2 separate regions of the Triticum aestivum genome follow, and region 1 is linked to region 2. A link is a contact called in public Hi-C data. All regions are on one chromosome and are shown on one strand. The core of a region is the stretch at or near the end of the contact, and the rest is flanking DNA. Distances in the headings are between cores, read along the strand shown. Region 1 holds the start of LOC123128567 (COBRA-like protein 7). Region 2 holds the start of LOC123128563 (transcription factor TFIIIB component B'' homolog).

Region 1 (6,566 bases), core at 3,291-5,790, 330 kb before region 2:
TAACGAAAGTACGGACCCTAGGCTTCATTTTCAAGCATTGCAATACCGTTTTTGTGCCCGTTTACTATTTTCTACCTTGCTGTTTTTATTTATTCAGATTATAAAATATATTTCTACCATCAATATTACACTTTTATCACTATCTCTTCGCCGAACTTGTGCACCTATACAATTTGCCATTGTATTGGGTGTGTTGGGGGACACAAGAGATTTCTTGTATTTGGTTGCAGGATTGTTCGAGAGAGATCATCTTCATCCTACACCTCCCACGGATTGATAAACCTCAGGCCATCCACTTGAGGGAAAATTGCTACTGTCCTACAAAACTCTGCGCTTGGAGGCCCAACACGAGTCTACAAGAATAAAGTTGCGTAGTAAACATCAATGGTGTTGGAGACGATGATGAGTAGCACCGCCCGACTTGGACGAAAGACGAACCGTGATGAAGAAATTGAGCAGTCGCGCAAAGCGCTTCCCAAAAACCTAATTTGTCCTCTCCCGGTGCAGAATCACAAGGACGAACGGTTATAGAGACTTGCTCTCCCTCATGCCGATGCACAACAGGGTTCGGATGAAGTAGACTACGGTGTCGGGCAAGTTGCGAGATGAGGCAAAACCCTAGGTGTTTTCGACGTGTCTTTGGCCACGGCCGGTAGCGGTATAATAGGACCAGAGGCGGCATAATGTTGATCATGATCTCAAACCAACAAAAAGAAGCTCCGCCCATGCAAGGCAACAGACCGAATTTTGACGGATCATTCATGCGCATGTCACATGCGCGTGTTATCTCCTATTTCTCTCCTCAACACATCATTTAGAGTGGTGGAGAGAACCACTGTATAAAGAGGTCCAACACTTTCTCAACTAGTGGTATGAGACTAAACTTTAGTAACTCATGGGCTGATTTGAGATTTCAGAAATTGCTAATGGGCCAAGCCCATTTCTAAAAATTACTGTCTGTCTTGCAATGCGAACTCGTCCAAATCACTGTTTTATCATTGCACATAAATCTATTAGGAAAGATAAAAAATAAAATGATATGTACACAATTCGCCATTTTCAGGCGTTGTGCGTATGTGCTTCCTTCCTTCATTTCGCTATATTTAGTATAGATAGTGTTACAAAAATCATAGAAAGTTGCTCAATAGTTTTTTTTTGAGGGGTGCTCAATAGTTAGATTGAGTGTTGCATGTGCGTGTTTACTAGTTAAACAAAAACAGAACATGGTCAGATTTTCCTGAGTGCTGAAACTCGGGGAACCTTTTTCTTGGAACGTATGCCGAGATCAGAACTCGGAAATCTTCATTCAGCTGTTAGCTCGCTCTCAACATTCGCTGAGATTCTGATGTGGTGAATGCGACAGAGAGTAGAAACCGAGCAACCGGAAGAGCCACATGTCGGGCTCCTATTCGATAGGACTCTGTCGAGTCCCGAACTCGGTAGAAGGTTTGCTGAGTTTCGACCAAGGAGTACTCGGCAACAGCAGGGGACTGAGTAGTACGAACTGCCACACGGCACATTTCAATTCAACGTTTGTCTGTCGAGTTTTTCCCACCAGAACTCGGCAGAGCTTTGTACCATGTGGCATGGCATCTCTGTCAACGACCATCTCGTCTGACGGTGTAGTTTGCCGAGTTCTCTTTCTGCCAAAACTCGGCAATGCGAGCCTGAATGTTTACCGAGTTCCCGACTCGGCAAATTTAATGACTGCTGACCCGTGTCCAGCCGAGTACAGAACTTAGCGAAGAAGTCGCCGAGTTTTTTTTTTTTTGCGGGGATTATGTGCTCTGCCGAGTTCCCAAGAAACCTGGCAAAGTAGGCGAATCCAGTAATGTGGAGCATGCGCATGGTGATCCTACATTGGCACTGAGCGCACGGACCGAGTCCTCGCACCGCCCGATAAATAACTCCATGTGATAACAAACTTGGCTTATAACAGAAAAACTTGCTAAGCTAGAGGTAGATTATTCCAACACCCCCCACCCCTCACCACCACTTCGTTTGCACCAGAAGTCTTGAACCATGTGTTTTATTGTTGTGCTAGTCTTTTCCTCTCTTTTTTGAAAGGAGCTTGCCCTCCAAAAAGTCACTTTGGTACCGGGGTGCATTGGAGCCCTATTTTTTGAACTATGCCAAAATGCTATTTTGAAGTTTCAAAAAATTTTGAAAACAAATCAACATGTTTATATGAATGTATGTTACACATGTGTAAATTTTGATGCTGAAATAAGTAACCATGTGAGTTACACAAAAATGACAAAATCATGATTTTGGAAACATGAACAGTGCATGTATTATTCACTATTTGAAAATCACCATTTTTGTCATTTTTGTATAGGTTGTATATTTACTTATGTCATCACCAAACTTTACACATGTGTAATATACATTCATATGATCACGTAGAATTTTTTTCGGAATTTTTTGAAACCTTTAAATGTGATTTTCAAAGTATTTAAAATAAAGTCCTCTAATACACCCGGGTTCCAAAAATCCACTCTCCTTGCCCTCGGCCTAGTATTATTTTCGCGTCTTCAATTTACATTGCATATGTATGCCGCACCCACCCCACCAACCATCATCCAACATCTCGGATATGGAGTAAATGCGACTGTATGTCTCATCAGGTTTCAAAGTAGTAACCTAAAATTAATGGCATGGGAGAGGGCAGAACCCTTGTGGCCATCGACAGCTGAAGTCCCACGGCCAAGGGTCTCTCTTCCCAACTCGACCCAAATCTGCTGCGGATCCTCCCGCAGATCGCGAGGTCTGCCCATGGAGATGGAGAAATGGGCTGCTGGAAGAAGGTACCGATCCCTGTCTCCTCCCGCAGTTCTTGATTTCCGTTGGTTTTCGTCGTCTCTTGCTTGCTAGCTCGGAGCAGATCATGTTGCAACTTGCAACTTGAGATCCGCTCAGCACTTTCTTCTGGGTGGGATTCGTGTAGCAGAACTTTATCAGAATATGGATTTAGTTTGGGTTCTTCTGGTGGGCTTGTAGAGAACTAATAACATTGGAAGATCCAGTTCAAGCTAACTTCGCTTTCGCCATGTGGCTTGACCTAAACCTTTTCCTAATGAAAAGAAAATGTAGCTAAGTAATTAGCAGCACAGGGGGGACGGGGGGTCTGGCGAGGTGCAGGCGCACAGGGGGAGGCCTTCACTCCGCCGGTGCACCATGTTTGGAAAATGTACATGGTAGTCCTGAAAGTCTTTCAACTCCATCTTCTTAGCAAGCGAAAACGCCGTCGATCTCATCGTTGCAGAAACTGCAGTGATGAATAGTTGCAAGTCTCATGCTAACTTGGCTGTAAAAGTCTCACACGTCTTGGCCCATATTACTTCTGGAAAATCTGGATATCTTACTTGCTTGGGTCGGTTTAATTATGTAGCCAAAGATATGAGATTGGATTCATACAATATTGTTGTGCATACTAGCTCTTTGATTTTGTCTATTCTTAGTTTATGGATTATAAATCTTACTTGCTAGCTTGGGTCGGTTTAATTATGTAGCCAAAGATATGAGGTTGGATTCATTCAATATTGTTGTGCATACTAGCTCTTTGATTTTGTCTATTCTTAGTTTATGGATTATAAATCTTACTTGCTTGGGTCGGTTTAATTATGTAGCCAAAGATACAAGGTCGGATTCATACAATATTGTTGTGCATACTAGCTCTTTGATTTTGTCTATTCTTAGTTTATGGATTATAAATTTTATAGGCATGTGTTCAAATTTAATTAACTTCAAAAAATCTGCAGGATGGCACTGATCCTTGTGCTGCTGTGCTGCGTTTTTGGAGGAGATGCGTACGACGTCCTCGACCCAACCGGCAACATTACCATAAGCTGGGATTTCCAGGAAATAAAGGAAAGCTACAAGCTAAAATTGTTGCTGCTTAGCTTGTAGTCTATATATTTATTCTAATGTCTCTAGAAAAAGGTATCTTCTTAGAGGAAATTAATTGCACAAACACATAACCTATATGCATGGCTGAGGTAACACAAAACCTCAACTATAGGGATTTTCATGTTTTAGTGACTAGAGGGACCAACATTAAAAAATACAAAACTTCTAATTAATTACGTAGCCCATGTTTTCGTGACTAGAGGGACAGCCAATTAAGCTCAGCGCTTAGCATTCTGGAAAAATTTAAACATTTCAAAGCTTAAAAAATCTGAGCTTTTTAAAAAATATATCTGTTTTTCCGCTAAAATCTGAAAAAAATATATTATCTTCCCTGATCAATCTGAGAAAGTTTTAGGCCATTTTGGAGTATTTTTGTATGATCAAGAATAGATAAGTTAAACTTTAAGCCAAATTTGGCTGAATCTTACAAAAAAAATGTCCAAACTTTAAAATTAGTGGACAAAATGGGCTGAAGTTTTTTAGATTGATCGATGAAGGTGATTAGAATTACTGGAATTTTTTTCAGATGTTATGAACTGTTTCATAATATTTTGATTTCTTTTTGTAGCAATTGTGACATTTGATAAACTAGTAAAGAAAGGGTTCTATATCAATGAGAGCTAACCGTACCAAAATCTCTATTGCATGCAGGTCCTGGTTAGCCTGCACAACTACCAGCTCTACCGCCACGTCGAGGATCCAGGGTGGAGGCTGAGCTGGTTCTGGGCCGGCGACGAGGTGATCTACGACACGACCGGCGCAGAGGCAACCGAGCAAGGCAACTGCAGCCTATTTGTGGGCGCCCACAGCTGCGAGAAGCACCCGGTGATGGTTGATCTGGCGCGGGGCGTGCCATATGCCCGTCAGGTGGACCACTGCTGCCGGGGCGGGGTGCTGTCCTCGCTGACACAGAACAGCGAGGCGGCCACCTCGGCGTTCCTCATGCACGTCGGCAACTTCAAGTCCTCGAGCGACGGCATCCCCCAGAAGCCTTTCAACTTCAGCCTTGGGGTGCCTGGCTATAGGTGCAGTAACGCTACAATGGTAGCTCCAACGAGGACTCGGATCGGCAAGCACCGGCACGTCCAGGCGCTGAGTACGTCTTCTTCTACTAGTCTATCTAGCATTCTAGCTTCATCAGTTTCCTTAGAATGTTGATTTGATGAACTTGAATCGGTCTAGTCTATCTATCTAGCTAGCATAATCTGGACGTACGAGGATAGTCTATCTTCAAGGTGATCTATCTAGCATAATCTATCTACCTAGCTGTTGATTTGATGAACTTCAATCAGCCTAGTCTATCTTTAAGGTGATCTGCTGTCTAGCATAATCTGTCTAGCTAGCTGTTCATTTGATGAACTTCAATCTGTCCAGTCTATCTAGCTTCATCAGTATCAGGCTATCTCTGATCCATTATCTACAGAGTTACTAGCTTGCCGAGATGCTGTTCTTTTTGCCATAGAAAGTGGTCTCCAAGATGTCGTTGTAGAAATTGATTGTCAGGAAGTTTTTAATCTTTTATTTTAGAATCATCAGTTTCCTTTAGATTTATGTTTTGAGCAAATCAGTTTCCTTTAGATTTTTTTTAGGTGTATCAGTTTCCTTTAGATAGTTATTATATAGTCTGGGGGGCGAAATTGGGCCTGGGGGGGGGGGGGGGGGGCAACTGGGGCTATAGCCTCAGGCGTGGCCCAAGTAGCACCTATTTGCAAGAGTGTTTTTTTCTTCTGAATTTTAGACTTGGTAAAGGCCCAGCCCAGGGCAGTCCATGCTTCTTCAGTCCAGGAGTGGGCCGTGGCCGGCCTAGTCTGGAAATTATAGGCATGATGCCAAGCCGGCCAGCCCACCGTTGGTGCGGCCCACAACACGCGTCACCCTTCCACCACACGGCACGGCACACACAGACACAGAGTCGCACATAGCAGTCGTTCCTCGAAAAAAAAAAGAGGACACAACGGATGTGCCCAGGACCAGCCACCAACTGCCGCCTCACGGCGCAGCCGCCGACCGCTGCCGCGCCGGCCACCGGTCACCTGCGCAAATCAGTGCCTCCCTGGGTCCCTCCCACCCCTCGTCTAGACGGCCCACCAGCGAGTTAGCCAGTCAGCCGATGAGCCGAGAGCAAAACCGGCAACGGCGACAGTAGTGGACGGCGGGGACTGGGAGGCAACTCCTTCTCCAATCCATCTGAAATTCGGAATCCCTGCAAGTGGTGCGCAAGTAAACTGAGTTGAATCGTTTCTGATTTTCTTTCCCTAAATTCCACATAGGTCATTGTTCATTGAATCATCCCTCCCCCAAATCCCAAATTGTCTAAATAATCCATTCAAGGTCTATTTGGTACTGTTGTAAAATTGTTGATTTGAAGCTTACAAATTCACAGCAAAGGCATTGTTGTTTACTGTCATTTTGGTTTGGAGTAGTATATAGATGGTCAAATGCCATGGTTTATTTTGGTTTGGACTAGTATACATATGCAATTATGCATCTGCTCATCTTGTAATCAGTGAGAACACAAGGTACTGAGTGGTGGCCAATATCTCTAATGGAACACTATATATGGTTCAGTACTTCAAAAAAAATGTGTACTCTGGCCCGCCCAACAATTTTTTTGTACCTCTGCCACTGAGTCTAGTTTGTATCATCTAAAATTTACT
Region 2 (6,694 bases), core at 1,830-4,329:
CAACTGTACTATTATATTTGCATCCATAACTCGGTAACCCCGTGAGCAAACATATCTGAGACAGGACACATGTCCTTAGTACATCGGCAGAATAACGAGACCTCGTAACGTTTTTGCCTGATTTTCATCATGATTATCGTCCTAGTACCAATCAAAAACATCCAGATCCAGGTCATCATCAGCATTCCCAGAAACATGCTCCCCCTCTCTGACCTCAGATTGGCGCGTGCCCAGCTCTTTATCTGACCAATTTGAACCATTCTCTACCTCCTCGATGAAATCCTGCAACACATGCTTAAAACAGAAGAAGAGAGAAAGAATGTCAATGAAATAGATTCAGTATTAAACACTGCGTGTGTTAGTTTCATCAAGGAAAAAAGAAACCTCATTTCCAGTGTCTCCTTCAATTGATGCAACCTCTTGTTTATGTGTACTGCTCATGCCCCTCTGCAGATCTTCGATGTTGAGCTGTTTGATTACTTGTTTTAAATACAAAGTATCTGTGCAAAGTTGGAAAAACAGAAGCATCAAGTTAAGAAAAATCACAAATCAGACATATTGGCAGGACCACTTGTAAAGCAATTGCTAACCTCTTGAGCGATGAAGTATAGCATCGTGGACTTGCATTGGATGTTTTTTCTCCTCAGTTTTAAACTTCTGCCGCACCTGATCACGGGACTTATCTGGGAATAGTTGCTGTATCATTGCAAAATCACTACCAAATTGTTGAAGACCCTGGACAAGAACAGATAAAAAGGTTGAAGTTTCCAATAGGCAAGCCAAAACATCAACAAGAAAAAGGTATATCCAACATGAAAGTAGTTGCCTGAGTAGTTGATATCTACTCCCTCTGTTCCCAAATATTTGTCTTTCTAACATTTCAAATGGACTAGAACATACGGATGTATGTAGACATATTTTAGAGTGTAGATTCACTCACTTTGCTTCGTATTTAGTCACTTGTTGAAATCTCTAGAAAGACAAATATTTAGGAACGGAGGGAGTAAATACCTGGTAAAATAAGTCAGTGTCAGATTTCGACCATTTGGCCCGTGTTTGTTTGTTCATGTAGGAATGGTAATTCAGTTTGGTTGCATTTTCTAGCACGTGGTTCTCTCTTCTGTCATTGTCATAGTTCTCTTCATAGTTCTCTTCAAAAGGATCAAAACTGTTGGTATCTCCAAACTGGGAGTTGCTGTGAAAAGACATCGACAAAGAACATGACATAGGAAATGTCAGTACAAACTGTGATTGAAGGAGTATACCAGCCCATCAATATAAGAAGACAAATTTAGATGCTAGAATAAACAGCTGCCGCAGCAATGCCTAGTTCAAATAATCTATTTGAAACAGGGAAGTATCTCCATGATGAAATAAAAAGCTTGCAAGTCAGTCTGTAGCATTATTGTCAATGACTGGTTATTTTTACAACACTTTAGGTAAAAATATCTGGATAGAAAATAAGAAATGGCAGTTAAACACGAGATAGAGCTAATATCCATGCATGAATATTTGAAGTGAAAAAAGAGAGCACACCTTTGATTAGAGGATGATGGTCCTGACAGAATTGTTTTACTCTAGGAAAAGTCAAAACAAAATCATGAAACAGTAGCACAATAATGTTTCAAAAACAGAACCACCAGCTGCGTCTCAACCCAGCTCACCTTAATACGCTCTCTGGCCTCTTGTAACAATCTGAGATGCATCACACTTAGCTTCATGTGTGCTATCTCATGATCAGGTTTTTCCAGTAAAGTTTTGACTTCTGAAACTACAAAGGCCAAAAATACAAAAGATAATAAGAGCTCATATCATGTACAATCGATGCTTGGATATCTGGGCGCCGTTGTTATTTTAGCCAGATACCTTTTGTTCTTTTTTGACGAATTCTGTGAGTAAGCTTCTTGTCAGTCCGTTCTGTCAATTTATCTTTCATGGCTCTCTTACGACCAGGTGATGATACTTCACTTTTATTTTTCTGCTGCTTCTTCTCAGGCAGTTCTGATCTGTTGGAAATCCTTCGAAACATGCGAGAGTGATTAGAGAAATTTGCCAAACTAACCCATACCAAAAAGGCCATGCTGGAGGAGAAGCAAGCAATAATGTAGTGGTGGCTGCTCGTGGGGCACCACATGCAAGCTCCTGGTTTTTCACTGGGGCAAATATTGAGCTATCTACTTTAGACACAATTAGTTTTCTAACTATTCGTATCTGGCAATTGAGGACAGTGCCCTACTTAATATTTGAGCTGAACAATACACCACTATGCCCTTCAATATTAAGAAAAGTATCTTCAGAAACAATATTTTCCCTTCAATATTTGGCCTTCGTAAATTAAAAACCAACCATAGATTTAGCACAACAATGTGTGGGGCCAATTCTAGTTATATTGAGGTCAAATTCCAGATATATATTTGTCACAAACTACTTACTAACACAAAAGGTCAATACTATCTTCTATGAGAGCCTCCATGAGAGAGCAGCCCATGCTCCTCCTCACTGCTACTCCAGCTACCGTGTGGAAATAACATCAAAGTACTATCCTTGCATCAATAGCACCACCAGCCGGTTCCGACTAGCCGCTTTCTTTTCCATTTATTTGTGGCTCATGGGTGCTCTAATCCCTTTCTATGTAACTAAACATTATTTACTTCTCCTCTGAAATGCATTGGCAGTACAACTGCCTGCCCCCTCAAAGAAAAACAAACCAAGTGATCCATCCTTCCAAGTCCTCAGATACTATTTGAAATCTAGTATAGAACAACCAAATCATTCGATAGTTCTCGGGTTCTACTATAAAAGAAAAGGATGGAAATTCTGATTATTAACCCATCCAAAAGAAGAACATGTGGCACCCAAAATTAGAAATGCAGACAGCGTGCTCTTCACTGCACCTATCTTCACGCCATCCTATTATGAACCTAAATTTGCGTGCATACAGAGAGAAAGTAAATCTAACCAGGGAACATAATCCATCCACCACATCGACTAAATTAGCATGCTGCCGAAGCCCAGCATCGGAGCCACTTCCACACTATTCCTAGTTCCATTTCATCCATGTGTATACGAGTCAGGAAAACGCGAGCAGAAACTTACCAGATCGAATATCAGGAAACATAAGTAGATTGCAACCAAATCTGCACCCGTGACGCAAGGACGGCGGCGGCCAGTGAGTGGCGCTAAAGCATGCCGGGAAACCAGCAGATGGGAGAGGGAAGCAGTTGAGGGAGCGACGTGGGGGCGGGGCCGCTCGACCGAGGAGTAACCTAGGCGGGTGAGGAGAGATGAACGCGACGCGGGAGGGGAGGTGGGGCGCCGCAGGGGCGGTCGTACCGGCGGCGCGCGGAGGGGGAGCCGCGGCGGCGAGCGGAAGAGAAAGTGGTGGCTACGGCGTCGTCTGGAGCAGCGACGCTTCTGGCCCGTCGCAAAAAGTAGCTCCATAAGGCCTCTGGCCCATCATCATGGTCATCTGCAGTGGGCCATTAACCGGTCACTTGCGGCCGCGGCCCGTGCCGCCGTGCGCCTCATCCGCGCCCCCTCCTCCTCGTCGTCGTCAGTCAGCGACGGACCGAGCCGCCGAGCACCCACCCCAGCGAGCCTGCCCACCCGAACGATAACCGGCATGGCGGCGGCGCTATCCGCGCTGCTCCCGCGCGCCGCGGCGGTCCGCATGGTGGCGCCGCGCGCCCGCCCTGCCGCCGCCGCCGCGTCCCGCCTCCTCTGCGCCGCGGCGGCGGGGGAGGCGTCGAGCTCGCCCGCAGCGCCGCGGAGGCTGGTGCTCTACACCAAGCCCGGGTGCTGCCTCTGCGACGGCCTCAAGGAGAAGCTCCACGCCGCCGTCCTGCTCGCCGGCACCCCCTACTCCCTCGCCTCCCTCGAGCTCCAGGCAAGCAAAGCCAGAACCACTTCGTAATCTCTTTCTCGTGCGGAGATGGATGGATGCTTACTTTGGGGATGCTGGACTGATTCGATCAGGAGAGGGACATCACGACGAACCCGGAGTGGGAGCGGCTGTACCAGTACGAGATCCCGGTGCTGGCCAAGGTGCTCCCCGACGGCACCGAGGTACCCATTGATCCGCTCGCGACTTACCCTTTCTGCCATGTTTTCAGCTACGCAATGCAAGCTTGCACAGAGCCAAATTATGATACCAGTATCCAACATGTGGCTATATCAATGTCTCAATTCGATGAACGAAAGCAGACAGAGGTTATGCTTCGCTGGTTCACTGTAGTTGGTATAATCGCCACAAATAATAAAATCATAGCTTCGTTGTTCGATGAAGAACTATTAATCATATCAGGATATGTTTGGCCAGCACAAACTTGATAGAGGCTTACCACGCATTTGTGCCTCGACGTGCACGCGCTTATAATAAGATCACTCCAGACAAATCAGCAATTTTTTTTAAAGATAATCCGATGGTGAAGACAAGGAATTCTCTCCTACTTTCCAGCTCGCCTAAAGACCATTCCTTATTGGTATCTGATAGATATTTCAATCATTGTGAATTTGTGATGATGCATTATTTGTGAGAGTTACCCCCTTGGTGTTTTATTATTCTACAGGCTTCATTGTTTGGAATAACATGAACTGACGTAAATGTGACTACTCATATTACAGGAAATACTTCCGAGGCTGTCTCCCCGGCTAACTGTGGAGCTCATACAAAAGAAAGTATCCAGCGTGTTTGATCAGTAAGGATATAATTGTACTTCAAAACTTCAATCGTCAGCTTTGCATTTAGAGCTGCAGCTGTAAGAGTGGCAATAGGTGATATGACGATTGGTGTTATTTTCCTTTGTTGTAAGTTGTAAACCATGATTTTCAATTGCTTAACTTATTTTTTATACATTTAGTTTGGTTTACGCATGTCTTCTCAATATCGAATTCATACAGAGAAACATCCAAAACACGAGAAAGATCTAAAATGTTATTTTCTCTGTGTGTGTGTCGGGGGGCGGGTATACATGTTTAGCTGATAGTCAGCCATGCCACAAGAAAATACAGTTGCAAAACTTACAATTGTTGGTTTTCTCTTGTTAACAAGTGAAAAACTTTATGCAAGGAGCATTTACAGAACATCCGACTCATAAGCAAGATTCAGGCTAGTAAATCAATATCCAAGGGGCTCTTGGAGATAAGAGCAATGTCTGGTGTATGCAAATGCATGAGCTGCCTGGGGAAAAAATGGTTACTGAACAGATAAACAACTAAGAACATGTCTTTAGGAACATATGGTGGGCAGCCACTTTTGTAGCTGTAACCTGCTAATTCTACTATACATGGACCCTGGGATTTATCCAGATTTCATGTGAGTATAAGTTTATAATTAAACTTGGCCTAGATTTCTTACAAAATAGGACGTTAGTTTAAGCATAGAGTTGCTACATCCCAAATTCCCAACCTTGGTGCAACTCGCGATATGTTATCGAAGTGTTGCACTGTAATATAAGCTGCAAAGTAGTCTTAACATGCAAATTCTGATCTGCCCGAGGCTGGGAGGCCTGCTTTTGTTGAATTCAAATTGGAACTTGAATCTTGCTCGACTGCACAAGTACCTGGAGAAAATTCAACATAAAAACAAAATTCAGACCAGTATACCTTCATGAGTGTATATATCATGACCGTACAAGTACCTGGAGAAAATTCAACATGGAAACAAAATTCAAACCATCTTTGTTTATATCATGCATTTTCTTTTTAATTTTTTTAAAAGGTTAGGTAAAGGCGTTGTTTATTCTTTTTATTATAACTAACAGCGGTAAGGTAAGAGATGAACTGCAGTGGCGTATTCTATAGTATATTATTATTAGCAAGATACATATTAGTCCCAAATATATCAAATGATTTAATGACTACATTGGTAAACCCATACACAATTTATTTTTACCTTACTATGGTTGGGATGATGGTGCAATGGAGGTTGGTGCTGCCACTGCATTGCCACTTTGCTTGTGCCCAGGTCCATTCCCGCTATGACGCTGTGTTGGTAATTGAAGAGAGATTGTCATTGGAGGAAGTCGCATTAACATGCGACGTGAATTGGTTGCATTTAGTTTCATCCAAGCAGGGCATGAACAATGTGCACAAAGATTGGTTCTACTTGGCTGTGAATATGGAGGCATGGAAGGGGATGACATTGGCTGTGAATACGGAGGCATGGAAGTGGATGACATTTGCGTTGGAGATGAGCTAGGAGCAAATGACGGAACGAGGGCTTGCAGACGCGGAGCCAACTTGAGATCCTTGATTCTACCAAAAAACGATGGGTCTAGGCCAAGGTTCATTGAACTTGATTCTGTGATGATTTCAGCTAGCTGTTTCAGCCTCCCCATTTCTTCGTAAACGCCGTCATCTGGGGAGAGGGAAACTTGGACTATAACTGGTGGGGCAATCGTTGAGCCATTCTTATTTGTCAGATCTATGTATATGTCCTGCATGTAGGTAGCATGTTGTCACTTTATGTCAAGATCTTCTAGGAAAGATGTTAATCAGAAGAAGAAGAAAAAACCATATGAGATATAGAAAGGGGGGAGCTCATATGGTACCTCATCCAGTAAATGCCCAAGATCCTCCTTCATTTCCTCAATCAGTCCCCTCAACTGGCGAATGCTCATGTCAAGCGTTACATTGAAAATAGGCTGTGCAACTTGTAGAATGGAATCATCCTGTAGGGGTTCTAATTCTATTG

The links. A called contact is a pair of places that touch in the nucleus more often than the background predicts.
Region 1: a contact with region 2 is called in a Hi-C map of leaf, with 5 times the contacts expected there. The contact joins the promoter of LOC123128567 here to the promoter of LOC123128563 in region 2. A contact is called at or near these places in 3 of 5 Hi-C or Micro-C datasets (all in leaf).

The regions. Positions count from the first base shown.
Region 1 is chr6A:566,068,022-566,074,587 of IWGSC CS RefSeq v2.1, reverse strand. LOC123128567 (COBRA-like protein 7) reads left to right here and starts at 4,540. Exons shown (of 4, transcript XM_044548603.1): 1 at 4,540-5,005. The coding sequence starts at 4,555.
Region 2 is chr6A:565,733,490-565,740,183 of IWGSC CS RefSeq v2.1, reverse strand. LOC123128563 (transcription factor TFIIIB component B'' homolog) reads right to left here and starts at 3,079. Exons shown (of 11, transcript XM_044548599.1): 1 at 1,867-3,079; 2 at 1,665-1,771; 3 at 1,537-1,577; 4 at 1,012-1,195; 5 at 591-735; 6 at 385-500; 7 at 149-282. The coding sequence starts at 2,134. LOC123129706 reads left to right here and starts at 3,187. Exons shown (of 4, transcript XM_044549764.1): 1 at 3,187-3,220; 2 at 3,303-3,886; 3 at 3,976-4,065; 4 at 4,624-4,858. The coding sequence starts at 3,187. The coding sequence ends at 4,701. It overlaps LOC123128561, which reads right to left. Exons shown (of 6, transcript XM_044548597.1): 4 at 6,552-6,694; 5 at 5,894-6,437; 6 at 5,195-5,561. The coding sequence ends at 5,898.